Regions from separate parts of the Ovis aries genome. Here region 2 is linked to region 1. Evidence: chromatin contacts called from public Hi-C data. All regions are on one chromosome and are shown on one strand. The core of a region is the stretch at or near the end of the contact, and the rest is flanking DNA. Distances in the headings are between cores, read along the strand shown.

Region 1 (4,178 bases), core at 320-2,819:
TTATCAGAGTAGAGACATGAGTTTGAGCAAGCTCCAGGAGTTGGGTGATGGACAGGGAAGCCTGGCGTGCAGCAGTTCATGTGGTCACAAAGAGTCGGACACGACTGAGCGAATGAATATGATCAGAGTAGTACATGTATATAATTTGTAAGTAAACGTCTATAAATTGAGAGCTTATGCTTTTGTTTTTTTAAAGGGCTTGAAACAGGAGGGAAGAGGGCAGGCCACAACCTCTGAAAGAATGACATATAGCCCTTGAGGATACCACATAAACTGGTTAGGACCAACTATGTCCAAGATGACAGAAGATTTGACTTCCAGAGGACTTTGAACCTCATTATATGCTCATTGTAATACATCAGCGTCTAGATGACACACCCACCTGCTCCATGACCGTTCTGAGGCTGGTCATAAAAGGCCAAAAAGTGGACCGTGGCCCAATTCCTGAAAATCCCTGCCCCTCCCCTGGAATAGTTGGAATAGTCCTCCCGCTCATTAGCCTGTGAAATTACGCAGCTCAGAAAAACTAACCAGCCCATGTTCTGGGAACTTGCCTTCTGATATGGCCCACGCACTGTGGATGGAGTGTGTTTCTCCCAAGGTCATGCTCACCTGTTGAGAAAAACCACACTATCTGTAGAACGTGGACCTCTCTAAAAATTCCACTTCTTACCTATCACTTTGTCTCACACTGAATTCTTTCTGCCATGAGGCTTAAAGAACCTGAGCTTAAGTCCTGAAATCAGGTGTGTGATCTCATTCAGAAGACAGTGGCTTCGAATCCCAGTCTGGGTTTTGGCTGGGTTCGAGTCCCGGCCCGTGGGTTCGAGTCCCAATCTGAGTTGCAAGGCTTCAGGCTTATGAAAAGGGTTTATTATTAAATTATTCTTATTAAAAGAGGTTTGAGACCAGTACTCCTGGTCTGGGGTTCACATTCCCTGGAGTCAAGGAGCCTGGCAATCTCTTGCCATCAAATACATAAAGCTTTGGGACAATGTACTCCTGGGCTAGTATCCACAGCTTCTGTAAAACAATTCTCAGTAGGGAAATACATTTCACATGCCTGGTATATGGCCTGTATTTCATAGATGGTAACAACCCCTTTCCTCAAAACACACCCTGGGGATTTTTTTGAGATTGGAATCTGCTTTGGTCGGGGAGTTATCTAGAATTTTGCTGACCAGACAGATAACTCTTGAACCTAAAGAGAACCAAGGTGAGGACTTGTGTGTGTCAGCAGGGGAGGTTGGGGGCCAGCTGTCAGAGTGCCTTGTTGCTCACAGCATGACTTATACTCAAGGGCCTTGGATTCAACAATAGCTAGTTGTGTGAAAATAGAAACATTTGGAAACTTAAAGATATGAATAGCAACATGGTAGAAAGTTCTATTTATGATGAGACTGAATGCCTTATTTTAAAGCCTTTCTTTGCTCTGTCTGCCCCCAAAATGTAGAGTCACTTGATAAAATACTGTAAATGAGAAAACCACAAGCTTACAGCTATGACTGTTATTTTTTAAAAATAACACTGTGACTGTTTGGAACAGGCCAGATTTGAGTTGATCAGAAGCTGCTGTAGGATGGATTAGTCACCTAACCCTAAAAATACTTGACACTGGAGGGAAATTGCAGTATTACTCAGAGAGTCAAAAACATACTCAACTTTCCTGGAACTTTCAATTCATTCAGGAAATAGTCACTATCTTTGTTCTTCTTCTTCTTCTTTTTTTTTTTTTGAATGAAATTCCACAGATGTAGAGAACAAACGCATGGGCACTAAGCAGGGACACGAGAGGGGTGGGATGAAGACTGGGATTGGCATATCTACACTACTGATACTATGTATAAAGTAGGCAATGAATGAGAATCTGCCGTGCAGCTCAGGGAACTCGACTCATTGCTCCGTGGTGACCTAAATGGGAAGGAAATCCAGGAAGGCGGGGAACTATCTGTACGTATATCTTCACTTTGCTGTACAGCAGAAACTAGCACAACATTGTAAAGCGATTGTACTCCAATAAAGATTAATTTAAAAAAGTGAAGTCTGGTAGGCTCCCTCACCATATCCTTAAAGACCAATAGAGAGAAAAGAGGAAATACGAGTGAGGGTTAAAGAATGGAGAATAACTGGGAACACTTGAGGACATTCCTGCCTGGCACAGAGACATCTCAGAGGACATTTGGGGAAGAAATAAATGTAACAAGGAAGAAACGTACACTCTCACAAACACGTCCACTTAGTTCTCGTTTATTAATTCAAATGTCTATAGCAGTCTTGGCTCATATCCTCAAATGAAAAGGCAAAAACCTCTTTTTTATTTAACCAAGTGCTGTAGAGCAGACATAGAAGGTTGGCTAATCCAGTAGCCATTCACAGATGTACTGGAACCACCTTTGTGCTTCTAATTAGGCTCTGATACCTGGATCTTCAGCAGCCATTGCTGATAGGTACACACCCAAACTTTATTATTTTTTTCTTTTTCTTTTAATTAGAGGTTAATTACTTTACAATATTGTGGTGGTTTTGCCATACACTCACATGAATCAGCCATGGCACACCCAAACTTTAGACTCAGCTTTGAACACTAATATTCAGCTAATCGCTGGAAGCCCCCGCCAGCTTTCCATCTCATTCTCGTGGTTTCATATGCTGTCAGTCATATGTAGGCTTTTGTGAAGCCCTGTCTGCTTTCCTACAGAGACATCTGTCCGCTCTGTAGGCCTCTGGTTTTTCCAGTTCTGTTCCATTTTGCTGTTTCTGCCAAATCTTATATACCTCTTCAGTTCAGTTCAGTTCAGTCGCTCAGTTGTGTCCGACTCTTTGTGACCTCATGGACCACAGCACGCCAGGCCTCCCTGTCCATCAGCAACTCCCGGAGTTCACTCAGACTCATGCCCATGGAGTCAGTGATGCCATCCAACTATCTCTTCCTCTGTCGTCCCCTTCTCCTCCCACCTTCAATCTTTCCCAGCATTGGGGGCTTTTCCAGTGAGTCAGCGCTTTGCATCAGGTGGCCAAAGTATTGGAGTTTCAGCTTCAGCATCAGTCCTTCCCATGAACACCCAGGACTGGTCTCATTTAGGATGGACTGGTTATTCCTCTTAGATGATCTGATGTTCTTGGTCACATTTACTGTGGGCTTCTACTCTTTTGGACCACGTCTGACTCCTCAGATGACCTCTGGCCCTCAGTCTACACACCTTACCTGAGGATACTCCCAACTAAAAGCCTTCATGAGCTGACACTGTGTATTTGTTTCCTGCTCCTGGGGTAACAAATTACTGCAGTTGTAGAAATTTAAAACAGCGTCCCTTTATCATCTCCTGGTTCTGTGGGTCAGAAATCCTGGCACACTGTGACAAGCTGGTTCTCTGCTCAGAGTCTTACAGTTGAAATGGAGGTGCTGGTTGGCCTGAAATTTTGTCTGGAGGCTCTAGGGGAGATTTGCTCCCAGGTGCACTTGGGTGGTCAGCAGAATTCAGGTGCATGGAGTACAGGACTGAGGTCCCTCTTTCCTTGATGACTGTCAGCCAGGGATTATCCTAAACGTCCAGAGGCCATCCACATTCCCCGGCTCGTGGCTTCCTTCATCTTTAAAGATAACAAAAGGGACTTCCCTGGTGGTACAGTGGTTAATAATCCACCTGCCAATGCAGGGGCATGGATTTGATCCCCGGTCCAGGATGATCCCACATGCCGTGGGACAGATAAACCCACGCACCACAACCGCCGAGCCTGCAAGCCATAGAGACCGCGCTCCACAACCAGAGACGCCACCGCAGTGAGCAGCCAGGCACCGCAGTAGAGAGGAGCCCCTGCTCGCCCCAACCAGAGAAAGGCTGTGCGCAGCAACAAAGACCCAGCGCAGCCAAAATTTTATGAATAACTATTCTTTAAAAGCCAACAAAAGCAGGTCAGATTCATTCTCTGCTGTGAATCTCTCTCATTTCCCTTTTTACCTCATGTCTCCAACTCCAGCCAGAGAAAGTTCTCTGCTTTCATGATTCGATTAGAGTGAGTCCACCCAGATAATCGAGGATGATTTTTTTTCTATTTAAAGGTCTGCGACTTTAATTGCATCTGCTAAGTCCCGTTTGCCATGGAACCTAATCTACTGATGCTCCTAAGAATGACAGCATGGGCATTTTGGAGGGGTCATTCTGTCACACACTGTTAGC
Region 2 (4,682 bases), core at 54-2,553, 120 kb before region 1:
CCAGTACTCTTGCCTGAAAAATCTCATGGATGGAGGAGCCTGGTAGGCTTCAGTCCGTGGGGTCGCTGAGTCGGACACGACTGAGCAACTTCACTTTCACTTTTCACTTCCATGCTTTGGAGAAGGATATGGCAACCCACTCCAGTGTTCTTGCCTGGAGAATCCCAGGGACGGAGGGAGCCTGGTGGGCTGCCGTCTATGGGGTCGCACAGAGTCGGACACGACTGACGTGACTTAGCAGTAGCAGCAGACTACCAACAAATACTTGCTAAATTTAAAGACTGAGTAAATATTTCCTGGATTTTAAAAAGTAGTTCACATCTTGGTGGAGGGGTCAGAGGGATAAGACAGGAGATTTCAGCTATTAACAGCAGTTAAAAACAAGGCAGGCTAAAATGCCATGTGGTATCCTGGTTTGGAGTTTGGAACAGAAACAAATTAAATGGAAAAAAAAAAAAACCCTGGTAAAATCTGAATAAAGCTTGTCCTTCTGTTAAGAGTATCAATTACTATGCCAACGTTACTTTCTTTTGACAAATGTATCACGGTGACGTAAGCCATTAAAGTCGGTAAAAGTTATCTGTGCATCTCTCTGTAAATCTGCAAGTATTTAATATTTTTAAAGCTTTTTAAAAACGAAGGGCTGGGAGACTGGGAAGGAGAGAGAGCCTTGGCCCCAAACCCCGGGGGTTGGGCCCCGAGGCTGGAAGCGGATCAGCAGAGAGGCGGCCACTTGCAGACCCGGCCGGGTTCGGTTCCGAGCCGGGCGGTCCCTTCCGGGCTGAGGCCGGGCCGCAACCGCTACCAAGTGAGCGACAAGGTTCCCGCTTCCGCAGCCCTGAGGCCCCCGAGGCCCCTTCCGCTTTCGCGGGGCTGTTTGAGGGGAGACGAGCGCAGCCTCCATCACCCCACTGGACGCGCCCGGCCTTCCCCTTCTGGGCGAAGCCGCCCCTCTCGGGGACCGTGGCCTCAGAACACCAAGCGGCGAAGGGCCGCCCTCTCGGCGGAGCCGGGAACACGCCAGGACGCGGGCGGGGAGGGGACGGTCGCTCTCCAACGGCCGCCGCCGCCGCCGCCCGGGGCGCCCGCCCTCGTCGCCCCGCCCCGCCTGCTCATTTACACCAAGGGAGGTCGTCGGGCTCGTCAGGCTCCAGCGCCCCGGGCCAGCCGCCGGGCGCCCCCGCCTCCGCCCGCTCCATGGCCCGAGTCGAGTCCGCTTCCTCGTCGTCGTCGCCGCCGCCTGCCTCCTGGGGCTCCACCCCCCGCTTCTCCATTCCCCCGCGGCGACCGCCCACCGAAAGGCAGCTTCCGGCCGCGGCCGCCCGCGCTCCGCGGGGAGCAGCGGGGCTCGCACCTGCGCAGTGTGCGCTTAGCCGCGGGCTACCTTGATGGTCGCAAGGGCTGCAAATCCTCCTGACTTGCCTCTGGGACTTCTCTCCAGCGTAGCCTTGAAGGAGGGTTTACCATCCCAAACAGCTCTTCCCAGCCCCCGCATGCGGTCTTCGGAGTTACGTTCTTATCACAAGTTTTAAATGTTTATTTTTATGTAGAAGGCAGCTTGTTCTCCCGGTCAACTGTTAGAAATGCTAACCCGGAGATGCTGAAATTTTATGGTGATGGGGGTGGGGGAATCGATGGAAATTATGGTGAGAGCCAGGCGACCTTGTAAACTGATTGTGTTAGTTGCTCAATCGTGTCCGACTCTTCGCAATCCCATGGACTGTAGCCCACCAGGCTCCTCTGTCCATGGGATTCTCCGGGCAAGAATACTGGAATGGGTTGCCATTTCCTTCTCCAACTAATACGATTAGCTAGTATGTTAAAATTGCGTTTTGTTGTTTGACTCAAAGATACTGTGACACTGCTGTATTTAAAGTGGAAAACTTAACGAGGACCTACAGTATAACACAGGGAACTCTGCTCACTGTTAAGTGGCAGCCTGGATGGGAGGAGAGTTTGGGAGAGAACATGTGTATAGGTGTGGCTGAGTCCCTTCACTGTTCACCTAAAACTATCGCAACATTGGTAATTGTCTGTGTGTCTGTGTGCTAAGTCCCTTCAGCCAGCTGACTCTTTGCCACCCTATGAACTGTAGCTGGCCAGGCTCCTCTATCCATGTGATTCTCAGACAAGAATATTGGAGTGTTTGCCAGTTCCTTCTCCAGGGGATCTTCCCAACCCAGGGATCAAACCCACATCTCTTAGGTCTTGTGTGCATGGGCAGGCAGCACTCAGTTCAGTTCAGCTTGGTCAGTTGAATCCCACTTTTTGCCACCCCATGGACTGCAGCACACCAGGCTTCCCTGTCCTTCACCACTCCTGGAGCTTGCTCAAACTCATGTCCATAAAGTCAGTGATGCCATCCAACCATCTCATCTTCTCTTGTCCCCATCTCCTCCTGCCTTCCATATTTCCCAGCTGCTGCTGCTGCTAAGTCACTTCAGTTGTGTCCGACTCTGTGTGACCCCATAGACGGCAGCCCACCAGGCTCCCCCGTCCCTGGGATTCTCCAGGCAAGAACACTGGAGTGGGTTGCCATTTCCTTCTCCAATGCATGAAAGTGAAAAGTGAAAGTGAAGTTGCTCAGTCGTGTCTGACTCTTCGCGACCCCATGGACTGCAGCCTACCAGGCTCCTCTGTCCATGGGATTTTCCAGGCAAGAGTACTGGAGTAGGGTGCCATTGCCTTCTCCGATATTTCCCAGCATCAGGGTGTTTTCCAGTGAGTCAGCTCTTCCCATCAGGTGCCCATAGTATTGGAGTTTCAGCTTCAGCATCAGTCCTTCCAATGAATATTAAGGACTGATATCCCTTAGGATTGACTGGTTTGATCTCTTTGAAGTCAAAGGAACTCTCAAGAGTTTTCTCCAACACCATGGTTAAAAAGCATCAATTATTCAGTGCTCAGCTTTTATTAAAAAAGCTAAGATCATGGCATCTGGTCCCATCATGGCAGATAGATGGGGAAACAGTGGAAACAGTGACAGACTTTATTTTGTGGGGCTCCAAAATCACTGCAGATGGTGACTGCAGCTATGAAATTAAAAGACACTTGTTCCTTGGAAGAAAAATTATGACCAACCTAGACAGCATATTAAAAAGCAGAGACATTACTTTGCCAACAAACTTCCGTCTAGTCAAAGCTATGGTTTTTCCAGTGGTCATGTGATGTGAGAGTTGGACTGTAAAGAAAGCTGAGCACCGAAGAACTGATGCTTTTGAACTGTGGTACTGGAGAAGACTCTTTGAGAGTCCCTTGGACAGCAAGTAGATCCAACCAGTCCACCTTAAAGGAAATCAGTCTTGAATATTCATTGGAAGGACTGATGCTGAAGCTGAAACTCCAATACTTTGGCCACCTGACTAGAAGAACTGACTCATTGGAAAAGACCCTGATGCTGGGAAAGATAGGATGAGATGGTTGAATAGCATCACTGACTCAATGGACATGAGTTTGAGTAAACTTCAGGAGTTGGTAATGGACAGAGAGGCCTGGCGTGCTGCAGTCTATGGGATCACAAAGATTCAGACACAACAGAGCAATTCAGCTGACTGAATTGACAGCTTTTTATAGTCCAACTCTCACATCCATACATGACTAGTGGAAAAACCATAGCTTTTGACCACTATCACCACGTTGGAAGCCCTAAATGGCTATACTCCAGTACAAAATAAAAAGTTTTTAAAAATACCGTTAGATTGTGTACCTGAATTTTTAATCATATGGAATAGGAATTTAATACATGAGCTTTGGCATCTGGTAAAAATCTTAAATGCATCCCTGGTGTCTGAGACAGTAAAGGACCTGCCTACAATGCAGGAGACCTGTGTTCAATCCCTGGGTTGGAAAGATCCCCTGGAGAAAGGAATGGTAAACCACTCTAGTATTCTTGCTTGGAGAATCCCATGTACAGAGGATCCTGGCGGGCTGAAGGCTATGGGGTCCCAAAGAGAGGGACGTGACTGAATGACTAACATACACACACACACACAGTCTTAAATACAGACCCTCCAATTTGCTGACTATGACATTGGGCAGGTTAAATAACTGTTCTGAGCCTGTTTCTTCACCATTAAAAAAAAAAAAGTCTTGAGCGTATTGAGATTAAACGAATAAATGAAAGTTAACATATGCTCTAATATTCCAATGAATTTAAAACACCTGGGTCATGGAACAATAGAAGGTGCTCAACAAATGTTCTTTCTCTGTGCTTTTTGTTGAGATGCCTCATGTTCCTGTGTGTGTTTCTTCCAGTAGAGAAAATTTCTATGTATGTGTGTGTGTTTTTTTAATCTGGCATAGTATTTCTCTGGTTTGCATCATTCTCAACGTGGAGAAATTAAAATTTTCTACGTATGTATATTCACACAATTACTTTGTTTGTTTTTTTTTTACAGGAGTCTCTCTTATAAATAGGGGTGAAAACGTTGAGAAACCCTTTAAAGGACATGCTGATGCATCTGTAAAGAAGAAGGAATAACAGGCAGAGCTGGGGCTCAGTGGTTTTAGTATTAAGACCCAGTCTTCCTTTTTGGAATTTTACTCTTAGACATCCAGACCAGTTTCCTATAAGTCTCCAGGATAGGATCAAATATACCAATTTAAAACTATGCTGCTTTCTTTGTGGTTGCTGTTTCTTAAGTCTAGATAACGTGCTTTCTAATCGAGTGGCTCTTGGCCGC

What was found. A called contact is a pair of places that touch in the nucleus more often than the background predicts.
Region 2: a Hi-C map of skin fibroblasts shows a contact between it and region 1, with 2.4 times the contacts expected there. The contact joins the promoter of POLI here to the enhancer-like site in region 1. A contact is called at or near these places in 2 of 16 Hi-C or Micro-C datasets (blood and skin fibroblasts).

What each region holds. Positions count from the first base shown.
Region 1 is chr23:53,908,277-53,912,454 of ARS-UI_Ramb_v3.0, reverse strand. No RefSeq gene overlaps it. Among named protein-coding and RNA genes, the nearest start is that of MBD2, 75 kb to the left of the region's middle. Within about 2 kb of position 1,569, at least 3 of the 54 cell types and tissues checked have an H3K27ac peak or open chromatin away from gene starts, as enhancers often do.
Region 2 is chr23:54,024,533-54,029,214 of ARS-UI_Ramb_v3.0, reverse strand. It overlaps POLI (DNA polymerase iota), which reads right to left and starts at 1,303. Exons shown (of 9, transcript XM_060405283.1): 1 at 1,121-1,303. The coding sequence starts at 1,274.